Linked DNA regions of Capra hircus: region 2 is linked to region 1. The links are chromatin contacts, called in public Hi-C maps. All regions are on one chromosome and are shown on one strand. Each heading gives the region's core, a stretch centred on a gene start, on an enhancer-like site or on the middle of the called end of the contact. The rest is flanking DNA. Distances are from core to core; before and after follow the strand shown.

Evidence for each region. Hi-C and Micro-C count contacts between places; a contact is called where the count stands out from the background.
Region 2: a contact with region 1 is called in a Hi-C map of blood, with 2.2 times the contacts expected there. The contact joins the promoter of AGBL2 here to the enhancer-like site in region 1. A contact is called at or near these places in 2 of 5 Hi-C or Micro-C datasets (both in blood).

What each region holds. Positions count from the first base shown.
Region 1 is chr15:5,398,355-5,405,286 of ARS1.2, reverse strand. No RefSeq gene overlaps it. Among named protein-coding and RNA genes, the nearest start is that of NUP160, 22 kb to the left of the region's middle. Within about 2 kb of position 2,601, at least 1 of the 5 cell types and tissues checked has an H3K27ac peak or open chromatin away from gene starts, as enhancers often do.
Region 2 is chr15:5,507,194-5,514,125 of ARS1.2, reverse strand. AGBL2 (cytosolic carboxypeptidase 2) reads right to left here and starts at 3,855. Exons shown (of 17, transcript XM_013969896.2): 1 at 3,352-3,855; 2 at 3,085-3,220; 3 at 2,759-2,822; 4 at 1,553-1,687. The coding sequence starts at 3,120. It overlaps FNBP4 (formin-binding protein 4), which reads right to left. Exons shown (of 17, transcript XM_018059085.1): 17 at 5,643-6,700. The coding sequence ends at 6,610.

The sequences.
Region 1 (6,932 bases), core at 1,352-3,851:
ACCCAAGTCTCTTGCGTCTCCTGCACTGACAGGTAGGTTCTTTACCGCTGGGCCATCTGGGAATCCCAGTGTACGTGTTAAATATCTCAATTTTACAATCGCTGCTCTCCCACCGCTGTACCCAGATCACCTAAACTCTGTGTGTTGCATTCCGAATGTTCTTAGTTACATATTAACTGCAAAAGATTTTCTGCATTAACCTGTCCCTTGAATTCTTTGGCTACTATTGAAGATGAAGTCCAAAGAACTCTTTTTCTCCCCCCAAAGAACTCTTAAATGACACTCCTCTGGGGGTGGTTATTTTTATAGAAATTAGCAACCGGCACCTGTATCTGTGCGGATCCCACCTGGGAGACACCTCGTAAAACTAAAGAATCATTTGATGCAACAGCCAACTCAGTGACTCAAAACCGAAGGTTAAGTTTAGAGAAACACGAGGATGAGAGGCAATCCTGGGGGAACTCACTCTAGGCAATCGATCATCGTGCCTCTATGTGTGCGTTGTGTGTGTCTGTGTGTGTGGAAGGCATAGGAGATTGATTCAGGACAGGCTGGCAGGGTCCCAGACGGCTCTCTTTTTGGGGAGACGGTGATCTGAGGGAGCAGAATCTGGCAAGCGGCCAGTAAAGAGCGGCAGTAAAGAGCCGGGGGGCATTTATATTCAGCCCCCTCTGGAGTTGAGGCTTCCCTGGTGGTTCAGCAATAAGGAATCCGCCTGCAATGCAGGAAGACCCCTGGAGGAGGGCCTGGCAACCCACTCCAGTGTTCTTGCCTGGAGAATCCCGTGGGCAGAGGAGCCTGGGGGACTAGAGTCCATATGGTTGCAAAGTGTCGGACACGGCTGAAGCGACTTAGCACTCACAATGGAGTCAAGCCTGCCGCTTGGGGAATTCCCTGGCGCTCTAGTGGTTAGGACTCACCTCTCTCACTGCCAAGGGCCGGGGTTCACGTACCAGCATCAGAGGCTCGTGGGACTTCTTTGGGGCACGTAAGATGGAAACAGCTTACACACAACAGGACAGGAATCGTTTTGCTTGATTCAGGTGTAGCAGTTCAGCTGTCTGTCACGCTGCAGGCACACAAGAGCAATTCCGCCCTGGGTCCGGGGCAGTGACCAGGCACTGCTGCCGGTGTCTCCTGGAGCATCCTCTCTGGCCTCAAACTGAGGCTGAGACTGTACCGGTTATCCAAATTTCATCACGAAGATTCTTACATCTTTGGATGATGGTTTTCATGTAACTTTTCAAAGTCCACAGCTAACATCTTTAACCCATTTCCAAGCTCCGTTTGTTCCTTTTAAACTTCAACCTGCAGCTCTCTTCTCATCTCCATAGATGCCGAAGAAAGACCCCGTATCACAGCGAGTCCTCCGAATTACAGTGAGCTGTCTCATTTTTCCTCCTATTTTCAACATTCATCAGAGCTCTCAGAACTTAAAAGTTCCTAATAAGTTGTTTGAAAGAATGACTGAAAGTGAATAAATGCACATGTACATTCTTAGAAAACTTGAATATTCTTCTTGGTGTGGTTGTAACATAAACGGGGCTTCCCTGGCAGCTCAGCTGGTAAAGAACTTGCCTGCCAATGCAGGAAACATGAGACATGGATTCGATACCTGGGTCAGGAAGAGTCCCCGGAGAAAGAAATGGCAACCCGCTCCAGTGTTCTTGTCTGGAAAATTCTATGGACAGAGGAGCCTGGCAGGCAACAGTCCCTGGTGTTGCAAAGCGTGAGATACGAAGGAAAACACACACGCACACACACATCGTTCAGTTCAGTTCAGTCTCTCAGTCGTGTCCGACTCTTTGCGACCCCATGAATCACAGCTTGCCAGGCCTCCCTGTCCATCACCAACTCCCGGAGTTCACTCAGACTCATATCCATCGAGTCGGTGATGCCATCCAGCCATCTCATCCTCTGTCGTCCCCTTCTCCTCCTGCCCCCAATCCCTCCCAGCATCAGACTCTTTTCCAGTGAGTCAACTCTTCGCATGAGGTGGCCAAAGTACTGGACCTTCAGCTTTAGCATCATTCCTTCCAAAGAACACCCAGGACTGATCTCCTTTAGGATGGACTGATTGGATCTCCTTGCAGTCCAAGGGACTCTCAAGAGTCTTCTCCAACACCACAGTTCAAAAGCATCAATTCTTCGGCGCTCAGCTTTCTTCACAGTCCAACTCTCACATCCGTACATGACCACTGAAAAAACCATAGCCTTGACTAGACTGACCTTTGTTGGCAAAGTAATGTCTCTGCTTTTGAATATGCTATCTAGTTTGGTCATAACTTTCCTTCCAAGGAGTAACCATCTTTTAATTTCATGGCTGCAATCACCATCTGCAGTGATTTTGGAACCCCCCCAAAATAAAGTCTGACACTATTTCCACTGTTTCCCCATCTATTTGCCATAAGTGATGGGACCGGATGCCATGATCTTAGTTTTCTGAATGTTGAGCTTTAAGCCAACTTTTTCACTCTCCTCTTTCACTTTCATACACACACACTAACTTAAACGGAATTATGCACACACTGACACACATATAGTAACGTAAATGGAATTATGTTGCCATCTAGTGGTGAGGTGATGACTTCATTTAGAAATAAACTGCGCGCGCACGCACGCACACACCCCTCCACACACACACCCACCCACCCAGAGTAACTTAAATGGAATTATGGTGCCATCTAGTGGTGAGGTGGTTATTTCATTTAGAAATAAAATGCGCGCGCGCGCGCGCGCACACACCCCCCCCCACACACCCCCCACACAGAGTAACTTAAATGGAATTATGGCGCCATCTAGTGGTGAGGTGATCATTTCATATAGAAATAAAATGCGCGCGCGCACACACCCCCCCACACCCACCCCGCCCAACACACAGAGTAACTTAAATGGAATTACGTTGCCATCTAGTGGTGAGGTGATGGGTTCATTTAGAAATAAAATGCAGAATGTTACTAAGATTGCTGTTTGTGCAGCATGTTTTATTTACAAATACTTTCATAGGAAAAATAGTTCTATTGCTTGACACTACTATCTTGCTTTACCTCGAGAATGTCTTGATTTGCCAGGTCACTACTAAGTAGAAGAGTACTGTAAATTGAACTTCAAAGCAGATTTTCCTATACTAACCGAAAGGCTACTACTTCAAAGAAGAATTCAGTGGTTGAAATAAGCATGGGAGATGATGACAAAGTTCAACATATTTCTTTCCTGCAGAACTTTCCAGGGACATTAATATGATGGTGTGCTTTGTAAAGCTCCAAGAGGGCCTTATGAGTGATGCGTTTCCCAGACTCTGTGTTCTTTTCATTGGAAGGACTGATGCTGAAGCTGAAGCTCCAATCCTTTCACCACCTGATGCGAAGAGCCGACTCATTGGAAAAGACGCTGAACCTGGGAAAGATTGAGGGCAGGGGGAGAAGGGGGCGGCAGTGAATGAGGTGGTTGCATGGCATCACTGACTCAATGGACATGAGTTTGAGCAAGCTCCGGGAGACAGCGAAGGCCAGGGAAGCCTGGCGTGCTGCAGCCCACGGGGTCGCAAAGAGTCGGACATGACTTAGTGGCTAAACAACAGCAACACTCTTTACAAGGAACAACTCACTGGACCATTGTTCTATGGGAAAAAATTGGGGGAAGCACTGCTGTATTTTCATGTTCCTCATATATTAAAATATCCAGACTTTGCATTTTATTGTGGTGGGCATGGGGACTTCTTGTTTGTATGGAAGCATGTTTGGGCTTACTAAGGTATGGGAAAATTCACTAAGATTAATTTACTACATTTTATCAATAAAAGAAAGGTTCTAAAAAAAACCAAAAACAACCTATTACTGCATATTGTCTTCCTGACTACAAAGCCTTTTTTGTCCTTCGTGTCCATGTTCTAGACACAGTGAATTCAAGGCACATTGTAAGAAGTCAGTAGTCATGCCTTACATTTATAAGGATCTTAGTTAATTTTTTGGTAATAATTTCTTTAAAAATTTTTTTAAAATGTAACTTTATTTATTTTAATTGGAGGCGAATTACTTTAAGATACTGTATTGGTTTTGCCATACATTGACATGAATCCGCCACAGGTGTACACATGTTCCCCATCCTGAACCCCTCTCCCACTCCCTCCCCAGCACATTCCTCTGGGTCATCCCAGTGCACCAGCCCTGAGCATCCTGTATCATGCATCGAACCTGGACTGGCGATTCATTTCACATATGATAATATACATGTTTCAATGCCATTCTCCCAAATCATCCCACCCTCACCCTCTCCCACAGAGTCCAAAAGACTGTTCTATACATCTGTGTCTCTTTTGCTGTCTCGCATACAGGGTTATCATTACCATCTTTCTAAATTCCATATATATGCGTTAGTATACTGTATTGGTGTTTTTCTTTCTGGCTCACTTCACTCTGTATAATAGGCTCCAGTTTCATCCACCTCATTAGAACTGATTCAAATGTATTCTTTTTAACGGCTAAGTAATACTCCATCGTGTATATGTACCACAGCTTTCTTATCCATTCGTCTGCTGATGGACATCTAGGTTGCTTCCATATTCTGGCTATTATAAACAGTGCTGTGATGAACATTGGGGTACACGTGTCTCTTTCAATTCTGGTTTCCTTTTTTAAAAAAATTAACTTTATTCATTTTTGGCTGTGTTGGGTGTTTGTTGCTGGCATTTCTCTGGTTGTGGTGAGTGGTCTTCTCTTGTGCAGCTCGGGCTCTGGGGCTCGTGGGCTCGGGAGTTGCGGCTCCCAGGTTCTAGAGTGCAGGCTCAATAGTTGTGGTCCGTGGGGTTAGGTGCTCTGTGGCCCGTGGGCTCTTCCCAGATAAGGGATCGAACCTGTGTCTCCTGGATTTATAGGCAGATTCTTTACCAATGAGCCACCAGGGAAGCCTGGTAGTCATTTCTTTAATTGATATTAGCATCATTTCACATTGACTACTTTTTACAAAATCTACTTGGGTTCTAGGAATGTCGTTTCCTCCCATGCTTCCAATAATAGCTGTTAGAGATAGCAGAATGACTTGGGATATAACCACAATGCAAATGACTTGACATTTTCTATTTCTGCTCTTTTTTTTTAAAAAATTACCTTTCACATACGTGTTGCTGAATTAATCATAGCAACTAAATTTCAAATTCCTGGCAGTAGCTTCATTTACCCTTTGTTTATTTAGACTTGCGGTCTTGATTGCGCTGCTACTGCTGCTAGTCACTGGGCTTAGATCCCTTAGGGTACAGCTTTGTGCAGTCAGGGGTCTTGTCTGCCTCATTTTCTGTTGTATCACTGGTGCCTGGCATGGTGACCAGCACTTCCTCAGTGTTCGTGAAGTATATGTGGACAGAATAAAGCTTTCACACACTCTGATTTTGAGAGTCTCCCGACTGCAGCCACGAAATTAAAAGACACTTACTCCTTGGAAGAAAAGCTATGACAAACCTAGACATCGTATTAACTAGACAGCATATTAAAAAGCAGAGACGTCACTTTGCTGACCAAGGTCTGTATAGTCAAAGCTATGGCTTTGCCAGTAGTCATGTACGAATGTGACAGCTGAACCGTAGAGAAGGCTGAGCGCCAGAAAATTGATTCTTTCAATTTGTGTTGCTGGAGAAGACTCTTGAGAGTCCCTCGGACTGCAAGGAGATCCAACCAGTCCACCCTAAAAGGAAATCAATCCTGAATATTCATTGGAAGGACTGATGCTGAAGCTCCAATCCTTTGGCCACCTGATAACAAAGAGCCAACTCATTGGAAAAGACCCTGATGCTGTGAAAGATTGACTGCAAAAGGAGAAGAAAGTGGCAGAGGATGAAATGGTTAGATAGCATCAATGACTCAATGGACATGAGTCTGAGCACACTCCAGGAAATAGTGAAGGACGGGGAAGTCTGGCGTGCTGCAGTCCACGGGGTCACAAAAATCTGGTCATGACTTAGCAACTGAACAACAACAATGGTTTAATAGACAAAGGAGAAAGGACAGTAAAATATGCTAATTAATATAAAAGAGATATGTACCAAAAGGAGAAAGAGCATTCCAGGCAAAAAGTCTTAAAAAGCATGGAGAGAACTGGAGTAAGAAGGCTGGGGACCTTTTCCGAGACATTTTCCTTTCTTGCTGAGGCGTTTACAGTATCGTTATACATTATATAAGATAATTATACATTATCGTTGTAGACTTGGTGTACTAATTTTATTGGCTCTCAAACCAAAATTTTGTAAATAGTTAAAAGAAAGTTTTTTTGAAAGGTTGATCTGATCCCAGTATAGAGAAACTTAATCTTCGTGGGCTTTGTTGAAACACAGCAGACATCACTGTATGCTTTGTAACTCATGGGGAAGCCAGGCTGACAATGTAAGTTCTTAATAATTGCCCCAACATGCTGTCTAGAATTTTGAATTTCTCCCCAGGAAACCCCCAGAGCAGAGCCCTGCAGGAGAAGTTTCTTTTAAAAGCAAAATTGTGGAATAAGCGAAGTGTGTCGGTGACATCTCACTTCCCTTTTCATGATTTCTTTCTACCCAGTTAGGAAACCACCCTGATTCAGACGCCAGGGCCTTCTGATGGCCTGTGAAAGCTTCGAGTTCCCACCCAGACCTGATCTTCCTGGGCTTTGGATTCATCCTTGGAGACTGTATGCCTTGGATTCTTTTTCACCTTTCCTAGAGTGTTCCCCATACATTTCAGTATGTTGTGATTCATTACATGCTTACTTAAATGTTAGTTTTATATCTTTGTAAGAGCTTGCATAGATTATTTAATTCACAAAAATCAGGAAAAAAAGGCAAAATGAGCAAAACCTTGCTTGAACCATCTATCCTGACTTTTGCTTTTATGAAGTGTGCTGTGCCTATTGAAACCAGCGCTGGAAATGATCTGATATGAATTCACCTGAGACGCTGATGATATAAAAGC
Region 2 (6,932 bases), core at 2,606-5,105, 110 kb before region 1:
ACAACGAGAAGCCCCCGCGCCGCAACTAGAGAGGAGCCCCCGCTCGAGCAAAGCCCGCGCAGCAGCGAAGATCCAGCACAGTCAAAACATTAATACTAATAAATAAAGAATTTAAAGTCTCTCTACTCACACTCCTAACAGCAGCGTGGGAGGGTGCTCTACCATCTCCCGACCTCTACTAGGTATAATCATAAAAATATTTCTGCCCACGTCTCATAATTTACAAAATGGTACTTTGACATACTGATTTGTATCTTTAGTTAGGGGTGAAATTGAGCATCTTTTCAGAAGGCTTCCTGACTGTGTTTGCGTCTCTATGAACTCCTTGCTCACGTCCTTTGTCCATCTTTTCTATCCGGTCACCGCCCACGCATTGGTCCGTAAGAGTTATTTTGTTAGGAAGTTAGTCCTCGGACGCGCCTGCGTGTTCCGTCGCGTCCAGGACTGCAGCCCACCAGACTCCCGTGTCCACGGGATTCCCCAGGCAAGCATGCTGCAGTGGGCTGCCGCCTCCTCCGCTAGGAGATCTGATCCAGGGGTCGAACCCGCATCTCCTGAGCCTCCTGCACCGCACTGCGCCACCAGCGGAGCCCACGCTGCACGCTGCATTGACTGTGTCTGCTGTTCTACCAGCTCCTTGCTCAAGCTCTTTGTCCATTCTGCTCTTTGGTCACCTTTTGCTTATTGATTTGTATGTTACTTTGTTAAGGAAATTAATCCTTCGACGTATTTCCCACAAAAATTTTTTTTCAGTTATTTTTCTTTACTAATGGAACTGTTTTCTAAACATAAAGTTTTGCTGTAAAAATTATCAGTGTTACATTTTATAGCTTTTGGGTCTTGCATCATTCAAAGATTTTTAACCAGAAAAGGGATACAATCAGATTTGCACATAAAAAGAAAAAAAAAACAACAACACTGCTGTGTGGAAAGCGGATTGGAAGGGGGCATCATGGAACCAGAAACCAATGATGAGGCTGTTTCAATAGTGAGATGATGGCAGCTGGGGTAGGGGAGGGGGCATGGGAGGAAGGTCGTGCAGTAAAGGGACGTGAATTGATGTTTGGTTGGATATGTATTGAGGCAGAAATTCAACTGCATTCCTACCCTTGGATTCTTGAAAAAACTTGTGGAGTCCCTGTAAAAAAGTGGTTTTTGCTTAAGTTAGCTTGGATTGGTTTCCACCACTCCTATGCAAAGAGCCTTAACAAATATATCCATCAAAACCACATGAAAAAAAATCAACGTGTTACCCTTGACCAAAGAGTTTCAACAAATTTTCCAACAATTTGGAGAAAGACCATGCAGAACGCATGGTACTTTAAACCTACAATCCAAAGCAGATCTACAGAATATTTTTTTGTTATTTTTCTTTTCATTTAAAAATTTTCTTTTTTTTTAAAAGACAGAACATTTCTGAGTGATGCCAGAAACAGTGTCCAAGGCTGTTCCCCAGGCTTCTCCCACATTAGGCCATGTTCTCCTCAACGCCGGGAGCAGTTGCTCAAGGCACTAAGGGTTCTAGGGACATATGACACTGATTACTACTCACATAGACGCTTCTCCTTTTGCAAGCGGTCTGGTATCAAATCCTCTCTTTTTCCAAAAGAGCCACTCAACAGGTATCGAGGATTATTTTTCCAAACATGCTGGTGCGTAGCAGAATTTGGCAAACTGCTTCTCTGAGCTAAGAACAGGCAGTTTAGTGAAAGATGTTGAAGGCTAGTTCATCACATCCAACACTGAGGTCAACACCCAAACAATTACAACTAGCAAACTGCCTTGCAGTCACCACCTGCCACACCACAGGCCTTTACAACCAATATAACCCATTTTCCAAAGAGCTTTCACGTTCCAATTTATGTGAACAATTTAAACATAATTTTCTCCGTTCCACGTTGAGAAGACTTCAGAGGCATATGGTAATGTAGAAAGGAAGGGCTGGGTTGGCAGAAAAAAAAATCAGCAGTTATATAACCAAGTCAGGGTAAGTACTCAAGAGTGGAAGTAGAGCACTCAGAGTGAGAGGTGCTTTGTCCTGAGGGCTCTGCTGAATCTGGCAAACTGGGAATTCAGTTTTCAACGAGTGAGTGATCACTTACAAAATGAAACAGTTAATAAGAAAGTTTAACAAGATAGAAATAAAATCAATACAAAAACTTAAATTTTATTTCTAAATACCAAGAACAAAGTTAGAACATCAAAATTTTAAGATACCACTTATACAAGCATATAAATAAGCAGTTCCCTGAAAACAATTTATAAATCTTATTGGAAGACATTAAGGAGGACTGAACCAAATTAGAGAATTAGAAAATACTATTAACAGGTTGGAAAATGTGGTATTGGAAAATTCTCATTTCTTGTCAAGTATGATCTATAGATTAAATGCAATCCCATTTTTTTTTAAAGCATCACATGCCAATTCTAAAATTATATAAAAAGGTAAGGTTAGCCAAGACACTTCTGAATATGACAATATGGGAGGACATTTCTTTCCAGATATCAAGACTATTTTAATGCCATGTCATGTCATTAAGAAAGGGTGGTGCTGGTTCAAGGACAGACAGACAGACCTCTGTATAAATGGACACTCAACAGAAGTGACAGAGCATATCAGTGAGGAAAGGAAGTACTTCTCATTAATGCTGCTCAAAAAATTCGTCATTAGTTTATCCAAGCACAACTCTCTCAGTTGATCCAACAACTTACTTCAATAACCCAGGAAAGGTGATGCTGGGTCAGAATGAGATATTACCTTTATAGTAGCCATAGTACTGGAGGTGATAGTACATAAAGTCTTCATAGGGATCAGGAAGAGTCTGTGAAAGGACAGACCATCTCAATCAGGAAAGCGTTTTCATAATAATCATTATTATAACAACCTGTTAAAAGAGTAATACTGACTTTTAACAAAGGCACACAAGCATGGTCGCAGAGGACGCCATACCTGAGAACTTCTAAAAACAAACCATGTGAAAGACATTTGTGCAAACGATTCTATCTTTCGGATCAAGATCTCTAGCCAGAAAAAGGTGCCACCGGAATACAGTACTGGGTTTCTGGAGAGGGGTGGGTACCGACCTCCTGCTTTAGCTCTGTTTCCAATGCTGGGAACATGTTACTTCTGCATGCTATGCTGAAGACCAGTCAGTGACATCCGCATCCAGCAACAGCCCCTGCCCAATTTCCAAAAGGGCGGTTTGTTACATAGGAGGAGCTAAAATAAACCAGAGCAGGCAACTGAAGTCACCTGCCGACATTCACTCCCGTCCCCTCCCTCCGCTCCGCAGCTCCCACGCGGCACCGCTCCCTCTAAACCAGGGCCCGCCATGAGGCCCGGGTGGGCACCTGAGGAATCTGGGAGGGCGGCTAGTCTTCCGACCTCCTCCTCCCGAGGCGCCAGGACCCCTGCCGGCTCCATGCTTTCTTCTCCGGGTTGAGGGGGGGATGCCCACCACCAGGACGCCGCTGGACAGTGAAAGAAAAGGGGAGGGGAGTCCGGCGGAGTCGTCTCGAGGCGGGTGGGAAAAGAAAGTTTAGAGGCTCCGAAAACGGAATTCAGGGGTTCTGGGTTTCCCGGTCAGGGGAAGGTGGCGGAGGGCGGTTTCCCAGAGAGTCGAGGGATGGGGCGTAGAGATTTCCTGGGAGGCCAGAGGGAAGGGTGCTATCGCCTTGGCTCCCCGGACTGTCCGGGGCAGCAGGGGTTGGGCGCGGAGCCGGCCGCGACAGAGGAGCGTGAGTGAGGCGGGGGGTCACCACCCGCAGGCATAGGCCCCGCCGCGTACCCGGCCGAGGTCGCGCTCGCTGAGCTCTCGCCAAGCCACAGCTTTCGGCTGGGGCGCCGGTAGCCTAGCAACCGCGAGCCGGAAGCGGGAAGGCGGGGCGGCTTGAAGCTTCCGGGAGCGAGGCCCCACCTCCGAGGGGGAGCGGGGAACCAGGGGAAAGTGGACGACTGCTGTACCAAGGCTTTGTTGTTACTCTTTTCATTACAGTATTGCAGCCCGGATTCAGGGGATTAGAAATTGCATTGATGGGGGCTTCCTTGCCGGTCCTGGGAAGGAAATGGCAACCCATTCCAGCATTCTTGCCTATAGAATTCCATGGACAGAGGCTGGCAGGCTGCAGTCCACGGGGTCTCAAGAGTCAAGACACGACTGAGCGACTAACACTTCCACTGTTCCTTTCCTTGCTGGTCCAGTGATTTGATAAGAGACCGCGCTTACATTGCAGGGCACAGGTGGGATCCCTGGTGGTTAGCTAAGGCATGCTCCATGGGGCAGCCAAAACTGCAAGGAGATCCAACCAGTCCATTCTGAAGGAGATCGACCCTGGGATTTCTTTGTAAGAGATGATGCTAAAGCTGAAGCTCCAGTACTTTGGCCACCTCATGAGCAGAGTTGACTCACTGGAAAAGACTGATGCTGGGAGGGATTGGGGGCAGGAGGAGAAGGGGACGACAGAGGATGAGATGGCTGGATGGCATCACGGACTCAATGGACGTTGAGTCTGAGTGAACTCCGGGAGATGGTGATGGACAGGGAGGCCTGGCGTGCTGTGATTCATGGGGTCGCAGAGTCCGACAAGACTGAGCGACTGAACTGAACTGAACAGCTTTAAGAAAATTATTGGGTATTACTCAAAGGGAGCTGCTTCTCCTCCTTCACCTTATGTTCCCTCCATCCCATAGCTAGAATTGAAAAATTACCTTCTGCGTTGGAAAATACAAGAAACAAAGTAAAACCCACACTTTGACTATCAAACTGTCAGTCAAAAAAATGTTTCTGGTCTGGCAGGATAGGGACAAAGTCACTTAGTCCCTGTCAACAATTCCTAGAAATCTGGTTAACTGTTAGGCAGTTAAAAGCAAAAGCTTTAATGACTAGTCAATAGCCCTTTTTCCCAGAAATGTAGGATCTTGGTGGTAGCTCAGCCAGTAAAGCATCTGCCTACAATGCGGGAGTCCTGGGTTTCATCCCTGGGTTGGGAGTATCTCCTGGAGAAGGAAATGGCAACCCACTCCAGTACTCTTGCCTGGAAAATTCCACGGACGGAGGAGCCTGGTAGGCTACAGTACATGTGGTCGCAAAGAGTTGGACACGACTGAGCGGCTTCAATGTCAATGTGCTCTATGCAGATGACAAGAAAAACAATTTATATACAAAATGGTCACCCCGATTTTTGTATAAATAAAAACCAACACACAAGCACACATGACACTGATTAGACAGCTGCATATAAATATACCAGAATAAAATTTTAACTACTGTCATCTTTGGTTAACTTTACATGACTATGAGTATATATAACTCTTGTAACTATATAAAGCCCCCCTTTTTTTTCTAGAATATTAACCACATTTTGTCATTTCCAGGATTTAAGTAGGCTAAATACAAGCTAATATTATAGACCACAAGCTCCAATACTTAACTCACACCATATTTTCTGGTACCAGAGCCCTGTTTTTCTAACCCCATTCTCCCACCCTGCAACGGGCTCAAGATCCTGACACTCCTCTTTCTTCTGAGAGCTTCAATGTTTGCCTTATACCGTACTTGATTAGAAAAAATGACTGACTTAAAGTAAGTCTTGGTGACATCTTCAGGGAGCAACAGGCAAAACAGGAGCAAAAGGATAACCAATCAGAAGTATAAAAAAGGCTTTATTAGTGCATATATACAAATTTACAAGGTCAGAAACTGGAGAAATACAAACAGCTTTAAAACACAATTTGCTTTTTCTTCAGTTTAAAGTGACTTTTACCTGATTGTGATACAACAGAAAGTACAGAACAGTAAACTGCTTTTTAAATACTGGAATTTTATGGAGAATACATTCACATCTAAATGGGAGGTGAGCTTTGGACCAAGGTACGACCATGGAGACATAGCAATACATACAGTGGCTCATTACATTTACTCCCACGTGTGAGGGGAAAGTCTCAAAGACATGAACAGTTGCTGCTGCCGCCATACACTGAAATTTATATCTGTCACCTAGTATGTGCAATGACTGAGCTATCTTTATCAGTTCTAGAATTTGTGAGAAATACTCTATAAATTTATAGAGTGTGGCCACCTGTTAGCTCAACATGAATGAGTTTGTATACCTCAGCACTTCAGGGGTGGCAGACTAAGAGGAAGAGGTCAGAAGGACATTCCTATAATCCCAGTTAAGCAAGGTAGAGTATAGAGCTGCCTTCTTAATTGCACTTGTTTTGAAGATGTTAACGAGAGTGAGCGCGCCACACTAGGAACTACAACAGCCTCTATTAGGCAGAAAAATCCTTCCCTTTTCGTCGGTGAGTCCTCTATAGAAGTGTCATGAGCCACACGTCCAGACTGATGAGAATAATGTACCTAACATGCTGAGTTTGCCAGTGTGAGAATAAAGGCAGCCAGGTCAAATGGTTCAGCCACCTCACACCTTTTGGCAAAACAGAAAAAACTACATTTCACAAATGTGGGAATTTTGTATGCTCTTGCCCAGCAAATTTATATGCTCTCCCTCATAACATTTATAGTTTATTGGCAACAGTAAAACTGGTTAAGACTCTGAACTGAACATAAAAAAAGAAAATCCAGCACACAGTAACAAAAAAGTAAAAAACTATGTGTTTGGAGCCATTTTTCGTCTCTTCAGTCTTGCTCGCCAATCTTCAGGAAGGGCTTCAAAATTAGCATTTCTCTCTGCCATGCCACTGTGGAAACAACAGACAGATGACTCCTCTGAGAAAAGAGAATGGAGCTGTTCACTCCCTAGCAAATAAAAACTAACCAAACCTGAAAACGATCGGCCACATCTGTCTTCATGACAAAGTTTCAAATTTCTCAGCTAAGTACCAGAATAGTTTTCATCAAATTTCTTAATTGATAGGTCAACCAAACACATACAAAATACTCTGCTCTACAGTTGTATTTATATGTAAGTGC